Linked DNA regions of Mus musculus: regions 1 and 2 are each linked to region 3. Evidence: chromatin contacts called from public HiChIP or PLAC-seq and Micro-C data. All regions are on one chromosome and are shown on one strand. The core of a region is the stretch at or near the end of the contact, and the rest is flanking DNA. Distances in the headings are between cores, read along the strand shown. Region 1 holds the start of Bzw1 (basic leucine zipper and W2 domains 1). Region 2 has its middle 160 kb from the start of Spats2l. Region 3 holds the start of Aox1 (aldehyde oxidase 1).

Region 1 (3,222 bases), core at 127-2,626, 360 kb after region 3:
TGCGGAGGGAAGCTTTATGAGTAACGGGTTTGGCTATTCACCGTTTTTTGTGTCTCTAGCTCAGCTCAGTGTGTGACCTGGCAGTTTATTATATTGGTGGACCAGGCCGCTGGGGGGCCGTTCACTGGCAAGTTAACTGACCTATATGCCTTCTTTTCCCAACAAGACTAACAAGTGTCAAAGTCATAGGGCAGTTTCAAGGACTCAACGCAGTTAAGTGCTTAGGAGAATGTCTGCTACACACATACTACACAAACATGGCTTTTTAATTAGTGAAATACTGTACCCTTAACACATCAGAAACAAACATAACGTGGGGGACGTGGTAGTCTATCATGCAGAGTATGAAATAAGACTTCCAAGAGAAATGCCAACGGACTCAGGGTTAGAGGATAAAGGTAGGGGAACTTAGAGCCCTGATTCCCATCATTTCCCACTATGCTCCACGGCCTGGCCTTCCTAGGTCCCACCAAAGTTCAGTCCTATGGGCCACCAGTACCTCCAAGAAGTTAGGCTGTTGCTGCTAGGCTATTTTCCCACCGCTGCTCCTTCAGCGCTCCGACCTACCAACTTGAACGGAAAAGAATTGACAGCCAAGATCCAACAAACAGCGGCTTAAAGCCTTAGAGGCAAATCCGAAACTCCAAATACAGTATATGTTAAATGCCAGTGAACAGAAGTGCCTTCCATGTACGAGTAAGAAAGATTAAAGGTTTGAGTACAGGGACGGTGGATGTCAGAAATACCCCTGGCTCTCCTAGAATTCACTCTGTAGACCAGGCTGGCCTCGATCTGGAACACGCGAGAGAGAGAGAGAGAGAGAGAGAGAGAGAGAGAGAGAGAGCGAGAGCGAGAGCGAGAAGTTGGTACATGGAAAGGGATTTTAAGGACAAATCCCGGTGTTTGGGGGATGGCGGATGAAAAGGGCACAAACCGGATGCGGGCAGTTTTATCTGTTGTCCCGGAGAATACACCTTCTGAAGGTCCTTATCTCGGGAGACTTTGTGATAAAGGCACATTCTTGAGTCCTGCACCAGAAGCAATTATAAACCCTGCGGGTGGGGGCCTCGCAATCTGGTTTTAACAAATTCCCAGTCCACCGCAGTCAGGGGACGAGCACCCCTTGCAAGGCGTGGTGACAGGCCGAGGTCAGACTTGCCCTCAGCACACCGCATCGCAGAGCAGGGAGGCCGGGCTGCAGTCCTCACCCAGGCAGAACCCTACAGACGCCCCGGCCTCTGCGCCCGCCGCCCAGCATTCCCCCTACCCCCGGGCTCCAGCTTCCGGAGGAGGGGTCTGGGCTGGACCGGGACGGACTGGTCCAACTCGCGGCCGTTGAGGGGCCGCTTCCCACTCCCATCCCCGCCCGGAGAGGGGGAGGCCGGCCGCTGCGGCGGAGGAAGGGGGACGGGCTACCCTGGTACAAGAGTCAGGGCAGCCTGGGGCTTTAGGGTGGGACAGAGACGCCTACCACCGCGGTGTTAGCCGGTGCCCCCGAGCTGCAACCCCGCGGCCTTCGGCAGGGGGGAGTGCGAACTGGCGCAGGGTAGAAATCTCGCGATAGCAGGCCTCCGGGGCGGGGGTGGCGCCTCTTCCTCCCCTCCTGCTCGCGTTAGTTCCGGTCGCAGAGGAGACAGCGCCGCAGTTGCCGCCAGCTCGGGGATTTCTGGCTCTTTTCTCTTCGCCTTAAATTCGGTGAGGCGAGCGCGGCGCAGCGCCGGGGAAGAGCGGCGCGCCGTGGCCCGGAGGAGGAGGAGGGTGGCGGCGCGGTTCGGAGGGGCCGGCGGGACCCGGGGCCTGGATCCGTGGCCCGGGCCGCCGCTCTGGAGGGCGGGCGAGGCCGCGGGGCGCCGGGGTGGCGGCGCGCCCCCGTGTGCGCCCCGGCCGGCCTGGGTAACAAAGCCGCCGCGGCCTCTGTTGGGTGATGTACGCGTGGGGAGTTCGGCGGGCGGGGCGCAGCCGCCGCCACCACCGCCGCGGCCGCCGCCTCCGCCGCTGCTTTCGCGGGAGGGCGGGCGGATGTACGGGGCGGCGGGGGCCCCGGCGCGCAGCGCCTCGGCGCCTGTGGTCCGCTCGGCGCGGCGGCCACCACCGCAGGCGACAGGGTCGGTGGAGAAGGGCCTGCGGCGCTCCGGGGCCCGCCGCCCGAGCCCCGAGAGGCGGGAGGCACGGGAAAGGGTGTGGATGTGGAGACACGTGCCCGGGGAGGAGGAGGCGGCTGGGGCTGTAGCGTTTGCGGCCAGCTCTCAGTTTTGCATCTTGGAAGGGTGCAAGCGGGCTCTGCGGCTCTCGGCGCCACTTTGGAATGAGGGCAGCGCTGATGCGGTTCAGGGCCTTTGACAGATAGCTCGTGACCGCGACAGTCCTCTAAGTTCGGGTTACTTAGAAAAAGTGGGAGATGCAAAGAACGGTGTAGGAGAGACTGAGTAGTTAGGTTTGTGGTAGGCCATTTGCCACCAGACAGGGTGATAGTAAAATGCTTTATCAAGGTGTAGTTCCAGCACTTACATCAAGGGGTTCCTGGAGAGGGAAACTTACCTGCACCCTCTCTATTGCCTGTTAACTGAAAGCGTCTTGGGCTTGCTTTAATTGTAATTTTGATTTAAGGTTTGATACTTGGTTTAAGAAGTTAATATTACTGGCACGGGTGTTTTTAAGGCCTTCTTTCTCCTTTTTCTAGGGTGTCTTTTATGAATAATCAAAAGCAGCAAAAACCAACGCTATCAGGCCAGCGTTTTAAAACCAGAAAAAGAGGTAACTATTTATTTGTAACTCACCCTCAAGCTTTCAGACATATCTTGGTTTCTCTCACAGTCAGGTAGCTGCATGTTACTAACCCGAAAATAATAGAAACTTGATTTTCTCTTTAACTTCTATTTCAGATTAACTGCTCCCTTAGTGTTTCTCTGCTTTCTCAAATTTCTTTCTTTCTTTTCTTTTCTTTTCTTTTTTTTTTTTTAGTGGCTAAAACCTGTGACTTTAAGCTCATAGTTTAAAGAAGAATTTGAACAAAGAGGGCTAATAGAAGGGGGGGGGCACTCCTAAAGTCCCTGATTTCACCTAGACTTTGTGGAGATATGTGAAAGTGACTCATTTATAGAGTGTCTCACATGGCATAGGTCTGGGAAAAGAGTGTGGGTAGAAATCAGATTTCAACTTAAAGAATTATAGAATGAGATTCACATTAATTTTTTTTTTTTTTAAGGTTTAGCAGAGTCTTAG
Region 2 (3,244 bases), core at 422-2,921, 420 kb before region 3:
CATGACCAAACCCCATGACCAAGGCAATTTATAAAAGAAAGCATTTAATTTGGGTTCCATAGTTCCAGAGGGTAGTGAAATCCATGGCCATCATGGTGGGGAGTACGGCAGCAGGCAAACAGGCATGGTGTTAGAGCAGTAGCTGAGACAACCACAAGGCAGAGAGAGAGAATTAACTGGGCTTTGGGAACCTCAAAGCCCACCACACCCAGTGGCACACCTCCTTTAACAAAGCCATACCTCGAAAGTCTGCCCAAACAGTTTCACTAACTAGGGACCAATCTTTTGAATATATGAGCTGATGAGGGCCATTCTCACCCAAACTTCCACGGGAGCTGAGGTCACAGACACTAGCCTGAAGCTCCAGTATATTCCCAGGAAGCTGCAGAGAAACAATATTGTGCCATATCAAAAATCATCTGCCGCCTTTGGACAAGGCCCTGTGGTCCTGTCTGCACCTCTTTGAGGAGGAGTCGCCAAAAGGCAGCCTTCGGAAGACAGGAGAGGCACGGTGCTGTTTCTGTGGCTCCCTTAACACAAAAGGACACACCTGACCTTCAGCAGTGCATTTTAGTGAATGTTAGTTGGAAATCAGTATGCTGCCTTCCTCCGAGACTGGCAAGCCTAGACATCACCCATTGTCTTCTCTCCATATGCATAAGGGTGTCTATTCAGAAACCTGAGGTTTCTTTTCAGAAGGCCATTTGAGAGTGCACGACCCCACACAATTACAAAACACATCTATTCATTTACATGAGTCACAGGGACTCCTCTTGGGACACCAACCACTATGGTTCAGAGTCCCACCTAGAAAAGTTTGAAGGCCAAGCAGAAACAGGTCCTGTGCCTGTCTCCCAACAGGACCATGGAAATCATCAGGAACTGAGAGCCAGGAGGCAGCACACAATCAAGAATCAGCTAATCACCAGACCTCTGCAGAATCCTGGGGATGCTCTAAGCATGGGGACCAAGTAGGGACAGGTCCCAAGCACCACTGTCCCAGCGGACGAGTGGGGAAACTCAGCTCAAGGCTAAATGGAAAGATTCTAAAAGTCAGCGTTAGAGAAGCAGATTTACCCACAAATGACTGCTAAGCATTCTGCAGTTGTCAAGTTCCTGGGCACTGAATAATAATGCAAGGGGCTTCCAAAGGGTAATGACTAATGGCCCCTCAATTTCCTGCTGATGCGAGCAGTTTTGTGTCATTTTGTTTTTATGTTAATTTATGCACACAGGATTAGAATGTAGCATTATGTGGTCATTTAATTTAATTGAAGTATGGAACTTCCTGGGCCCAGTTTTACATTCTCCTTATAGATTTCGGTGATTTTTATCAGTAGCATTTAATCCCCCCACCACCACATTCCTAATGGCAATAATAATACATTTACACTAGATCACACTCAGCTCCAAAGCAGCTCCAGGCACGTCATGGCCCATTACCCCCCAAGAGCACTGCAAGGCAAATGCCAGGGAGGATTTGAAGCACTTTCCTTAGGTTGAACACACATAAAAAGGTGCAGCCTTTATCAGAGAGATAAGTTCCCAGCCATTTAAATTACTTCTGAGTGCAGGGAGAAGCTTTGCTTATGCATGAGGCTTCCGACCTGCTCCTTCTTCTTCATAGCGCGCAAATATGTGACCTTTAAGGCAGACAGCGCGCACTTGGGGTGCACGTGACTTACTCACTAGGGCGCTCTCCTTGATCGCCCACCCCCTCTTCTCGAGGAGCATTAGTGTCACCCTGCCTGGAACAACAGCCAAAGGGCAAGGAAGGGCACCTCGTGAGGTGCAGGGGAAGGTAAACAGGGGCTGTAAAGTCACCCTTGAAAAAGCAGCAGGGGGGTGGGGGTGGGGGGCGGGCTTTCCGTGGTGACACAGAGGGCCCGAGGCAAGGGAAGGTTGAGCTTCCGGGGTCCTTTCAGGCTGTCTCTGCAAAGCAATGCCAGTGACCACAGGAAGACATGGCACCAGACACCCTTCTTTCTTTTAAAGATGATTATTATATTAGATTGGGTTACATAATACATTTCTCAGGCATGTATGTAAGTGTCTTTCGAGCACATCTCCCCCCCCCCCCACTCTCTTCCTTTCCTCCCTTCCCCCTCCCCATTAGTTCCCTTTGTTCCCTCAGACAATTTCATTTTGATTTTCACATCATCTCTATGTATATGACTTGCTTTGGTATATGCAGCATTTTTTTTCTATGCCTACAATTCTTTTCTATTTCTATGCTAAATCTAAGACCCACAAACGAGCCAGAGCATGATATCTATCTTCCTGAGACTGACTTAATTCACGTAATATGACTGTCTCTGGCTGAGTCCATTTGTCTTTCCTTGCAGATGACAGGACTTTATTCTTTAACGTATTTATCACCCTTTCCATATTCATTCTTCGGCTGATGGACAGTAAGCAAGAGGGTAATATGTGTACTATGTATAACAAAAAGAGAGATGTTACTTTGCTTTGGGTTGCCACACAAGGTTCACACTCTAAGCTCTTAATTACAGTCCTAGTGTGACATATCTTCGCTGAAGGTCAGGTCCAGTCTCTAATAGAAGCAAGTCTCTGATTTGAAGGTCAAGATCCTGGGGGAGATCCTCTAGCCCCACGGCAGATCGAGGTGGCATCTCTCCAGATGTACAGAGCAGAGCATTGCTCTTGGTCTCTGTTTATATACTGTACAGTGGGTGTCATAGGGTTCTAGCACTATGCCTGTTTATCCTGTGTGAGGAATGTCACTACGTTCTAGTTATCATGTGCAGCCTTGGGTATAGTGGGGATCCTGACTAAGCAAGTTTTACATGTCTATAAGCCATTTACTCATTACCAACACCTAAGTTGCTTCCATAACTTAGCTACTGTGAAATACAGTCCTCTTTGTTTTCTGAAGGGTAAAGATCAGGAAGAACAATCAGTGTTTCTCTCCAGCGGAGGAGGAGGCTTGCCTCTGCCTGACTTAAGGTGCCACTAAGAAAGAAAGGCCGAAGTGAGCACAACCAAGAAGTGGCCTGGTCACATGTGCATGTCCTTGAAGGTTCACCAGCCAGCCACAGCATCTCTCTTCCTTGAACATCACACAAACACATCTAGATAGGTTCTTGGATGGTCACAAAATTCTGAACAATAGCCTGGAGTATATTGTAGCAAAGAAGGCACAGGAGACACGGATCTGGGACAATAGCTAGGACCTGTACTCTGGCACCACAACTGTGGCCTGTATCAACCCAAACTGGTGTAC
Region 3 (2,968 bases), core at 245-2,744:
CCTGTGTGTCTGTATGCCTGTGTATGTGTGTGCATATGTGTATATGTACATGCGAATGCATGTGTGTGAGTATATGTGTGTATATATATGGGCATGTGTGTGTATGTGTGTGTGTGTAGGTGTGTGTGGGTGGGGGGGGGAGTAGATGTGTACATGTGCATATGCCAGGGGCCCTGGATCATTAGAAGAAGGAAATGAGATTCCCTGGAACTGGAGTTTCAGAAGACTGTGAATGTTAGGAATTGAATCTGTTAGAAACAAATGCTCTGAGCCACTGAGCCATCTCTAGTTAGTAAGATTTTAGAATGGAGATTATTGGCATCAGGAGAGTAAAAGAATTCTAGCTTTTAATCTGTTCATCTAATCTTTTAATCTCTTCACTATTGCTAAAGCAGAATGCCCCAAACTGGATACTTTATAAAGAAAACAGGTTTGTTCTAGTCCTGGGTCCTGGAAGCTCTTAACCTCTGAGCCATTTCCCCAGATCCTGTCAAACATAAAGTATTTTTCAAAAAAGAAAATGTTTGACAGATATGGAGGCTCACACACACCTTTGATTCCAGCACTCAGGAAGAGGCAGAAGCTGATAGAAGCTGTCAGTTCAAAGCCAGTAAATTCCAAACTAGCCATAGCTTTATAGTGATGCTTACACACACACACACACACACACACACACACACACACACACACACACACACACATACACACACGTTTTCTGTCTACTGGTAAAACACTGTCTGAAATGTGCTTAAGATCCTTGGGAAGCAAGGAGGTGTTAGCCACTTACTGTTAACCACTCCTGGAATTGCTGAGATGTGGTTTCTTCTCCTCTACCTACAAACGGGAAGTTTTCACAATAAAAATGTTGTGTAGTGGTGCATACCTTTAATCTCAGCACTCAAGGGGCAGAGGCAGGTGGAGATCTGTGATTTCGAGGCCAGCCTGGTCTACAAAGAAGAGTTCCAAGACAGCCAGGCTGTTACCCAGAGAAACCCTGTGTGAATGGGTATTGAGGGGTGGGGATGTTGTATTGCATGAATAAAATAACCTAGGGAGATATACTAAGGCCTGGAAAATAATTTGGTCTCATTTGAGACTTGCCAGGTTTTATAAAGTGGATTCTAAAATATAAAGAAAGCCAAAAAGTGAGGTTAAGGGCGCAGGACTCTTGGGAAGTGACTCAGCAGTACAGCCAGGCTGCCTTCCCCCTAAACAAACGAGAGGATTCTGGAAACCACTTCAATAAGCAAGCATTGGCACAGATACTAGAGCAATGACTCAGGACTTCCTGAGGCTGGCCGCCCAGCTACCCCTCTCTCCCATCGATGCCAAAACCCAAAGATTTCAGCTTGTCTCCCACGCTGGCACACTCTGTAGTGTCAGGAGAGTTTTCCCTTTAGGACCTCTGCAGCATTGGCTCTTCCAAAACTTTCTGGGAGGGTGGAGACTTAGAAGCACAGACAAGCCCCGCCCTGTAGCCTCGGGCAATTTATTCTCTGCAAGGACTGGCGCTGCTAGGGACCTGCTAGGGACCTCGGAGTCATGGACCCCATTCAGCTGCTCTTCTACGTGAATGGCCAGAAGGTGAGAGCCCGCGGGTAGGCAGACTCCTGCACCACCCCGGACCCCAGTTCTGGGCCCTATCCCAGCCTGCGCCCTGCTTTCGCTGAAACCTTAGCATGGGGTCTCATTGGGTCCTCAGCATAGGAATCTGCATTATAAAACTCAAAGGAGATCAGATTATTTTTCAGACCTTTCGCATCACGACCAGCGCATGGAAGACTAAGAATTTCAGAATGTCTGAATCCCAGGGCCTCTCCCTTCCGGACGGGGAGCATCCAGACCTTCCCTCCCTTAAAGCCTCCGGCTGATAAGATCTTCCAGCACAATTAAATAAGTAGCCTCAAGTCTCTGCTTGTCTGGGTGAGCAATACCCAGCTTTAACAGGGCCACAGAGGTGCACTGGTTCTAGCTACTCTGTGATTTTTCAACTTGGTGAAGCCAAAGCAAGTTCCTGGCACAGCACAGCTTGCCAGAATCAGGGGCTCCTGCCGAGTGTGGCATTTTGTTTTATTTGTGTGTGTGCCTTGGCTCTGAAGACTTTTATGGCGGCTCCAGGCAAATCCTGTTGCTTGGGGACAGCAAAGCCTCTGGGCATCGTTTAAAGCAGCCGTCTGGGCAGTGGCCCAGCTCATCTGGAGTGTTCTCTGTGTAAACTGATAGCACTTTGAGTGGGGGGTGGAGAGCTGCTGTCCACAATGTCAGTTCCGCCCTTTGGATCCCGCTGTGTTCCCTGTGTCTGGCTAGGGACAGCCAGAGCCCTTGTTCTAGCTGGCACTGGCTGACCAACTGGAAGCCAAGGAAGGTTTAGCGCCAACCAGACCTTTCCTGTGTGAGGACTCTTCGGAGGCTATGAAGTTGAGTCACACTGCTGTAGTTTTGTAATGTGTTTTCTTCCTTGAAGAACAGGGTCTCCCAAATCATAGAAGCCCCCATTTAAAAAAAAAAAAAACCTTTATGAGTCCCTGCTTCATGGCCCTGAAGCGGGATAGATGGATCCTTAAATAGATGAAACCCATTAGCTGTCCCCCCATCTCCCCACAGGACTACCATGAAGGTGAACTAGAATAATGGGTGAAATGGCTGCCCTGTTCCTTCCGTTTCCTTTTGCATAACAGAAAAAGCTGGAGTGTATTCTGTCCTTACTAAACGAACGGAATCCATTGCCGCTCACTGGAGCCTCACTGCCTCTTGGAGGCAGACTCCAAGGCTACTAACAGGCCAACACTACTTATTGCGAAAAGAGCAATCATGAATATCCATTGTGTGTTTTCATGAACATCCTAACAGATACTAAGCTATGTTTAAGCTTATGGGATATAGCAAACCACAGAAAGGATGCGACCCCTGCTGGTGAGGGGTTGACACTGCTACACTGCTGGGGAAACAGCCAACAGGCATATAAATA

Evidence for each region. A called contact is a pair of places that touch in the nucleus more often than the background predicts. HiChIP or PLAC-seq counts read pairs in DNA pulled down with a chosen protein or histone mark.
Region 1: a contact with region 3 is called in a Micro-C map of embryonic stem cells, with 2.3 times the contacts expected there. The contact joins the promoter of Bzw1 here to the promoter of Aox1 in region 3. A contact is called at or near these places in 3 of 39 promoter capture datasets (the 3T3-L1 cell line, the HPC-7 cell line and neural stem cells), 10 of 484 Hi-C or Micro-C datasets (the MNK3 cell line, embryonic stem cells, granulocyte-monocyte progenitors and 1 more), 2 of 115 datasets of contacts at active chromatin or transcription factors (the NIH/3T3 cell line and heart atrium) and 1 of 9 other capture datasets (adipose tissue).
Region 2: a contact with region 3 is called in an H3K27ac HiChIP or PLAC-seq map of embryonic stem cells, with 4 times the contacts expected there. The contact joins the enhancer-like site here to the promoter of Aox1 in region 3. A contact is called at or near these places in 7 of 39 promoter capture datasets (the 3T3-L1 cell line, the HPC-7 cell line, embryonic stem cells and 3 more), 1 of 115 datasets of contacts at active chromatin or transcription factors (embryonic stem cells) and 2 of 9 other capture datasets (embryonic stem cells and liver).

Annotation. Positions count from the first base shown.
Region 1 is chr1:58,391,522-58,394,743 of GRCm38.p6, forward strand. It overlaps Bzw1 (basic leucine zipper and W2 domains 1), which reads left to right and starts at 1,377. Exons shown (of 12, transcript NM_025824.4): 1 at 1,377-1,695; 2 at 2,681-2,754. The coding sequence starts at 2,691. Gm39644 (a long non-coding RNA gene) reads right to left here and starts at 1,022. Exons shown (of 3, transcript XR_003947828.1): 1 at 935-1,022.
Region 2 is chr1:57,611,695-57,614,938 of GRCm38.p6, forward strand. No RefSeq gene overlaps it. Among named protein-coding and RNA genes, the nearest start is that of Spats2l, 160 kb to the right of the region's middle. Within about 2 kb of position 1,672, at least 22 of the 459 cell types and tissues checked have an H3K27ac peak or open chromatin away from gene starts, as enhancers often do. A contact at or near this core is called in embryonic stem cells, where this site is marked.
Region 3 is chr1:58,028,475-58,031,442 of GRCm38.p6, forward strand. It overlaps Aox1 (aldehyde oxidase 1), which reads left to right and starts at 1,495. Exons shown (of 35, transcript NM_009676.2): 1 at 1,495-1,584. The coding sequence starts at 1,543.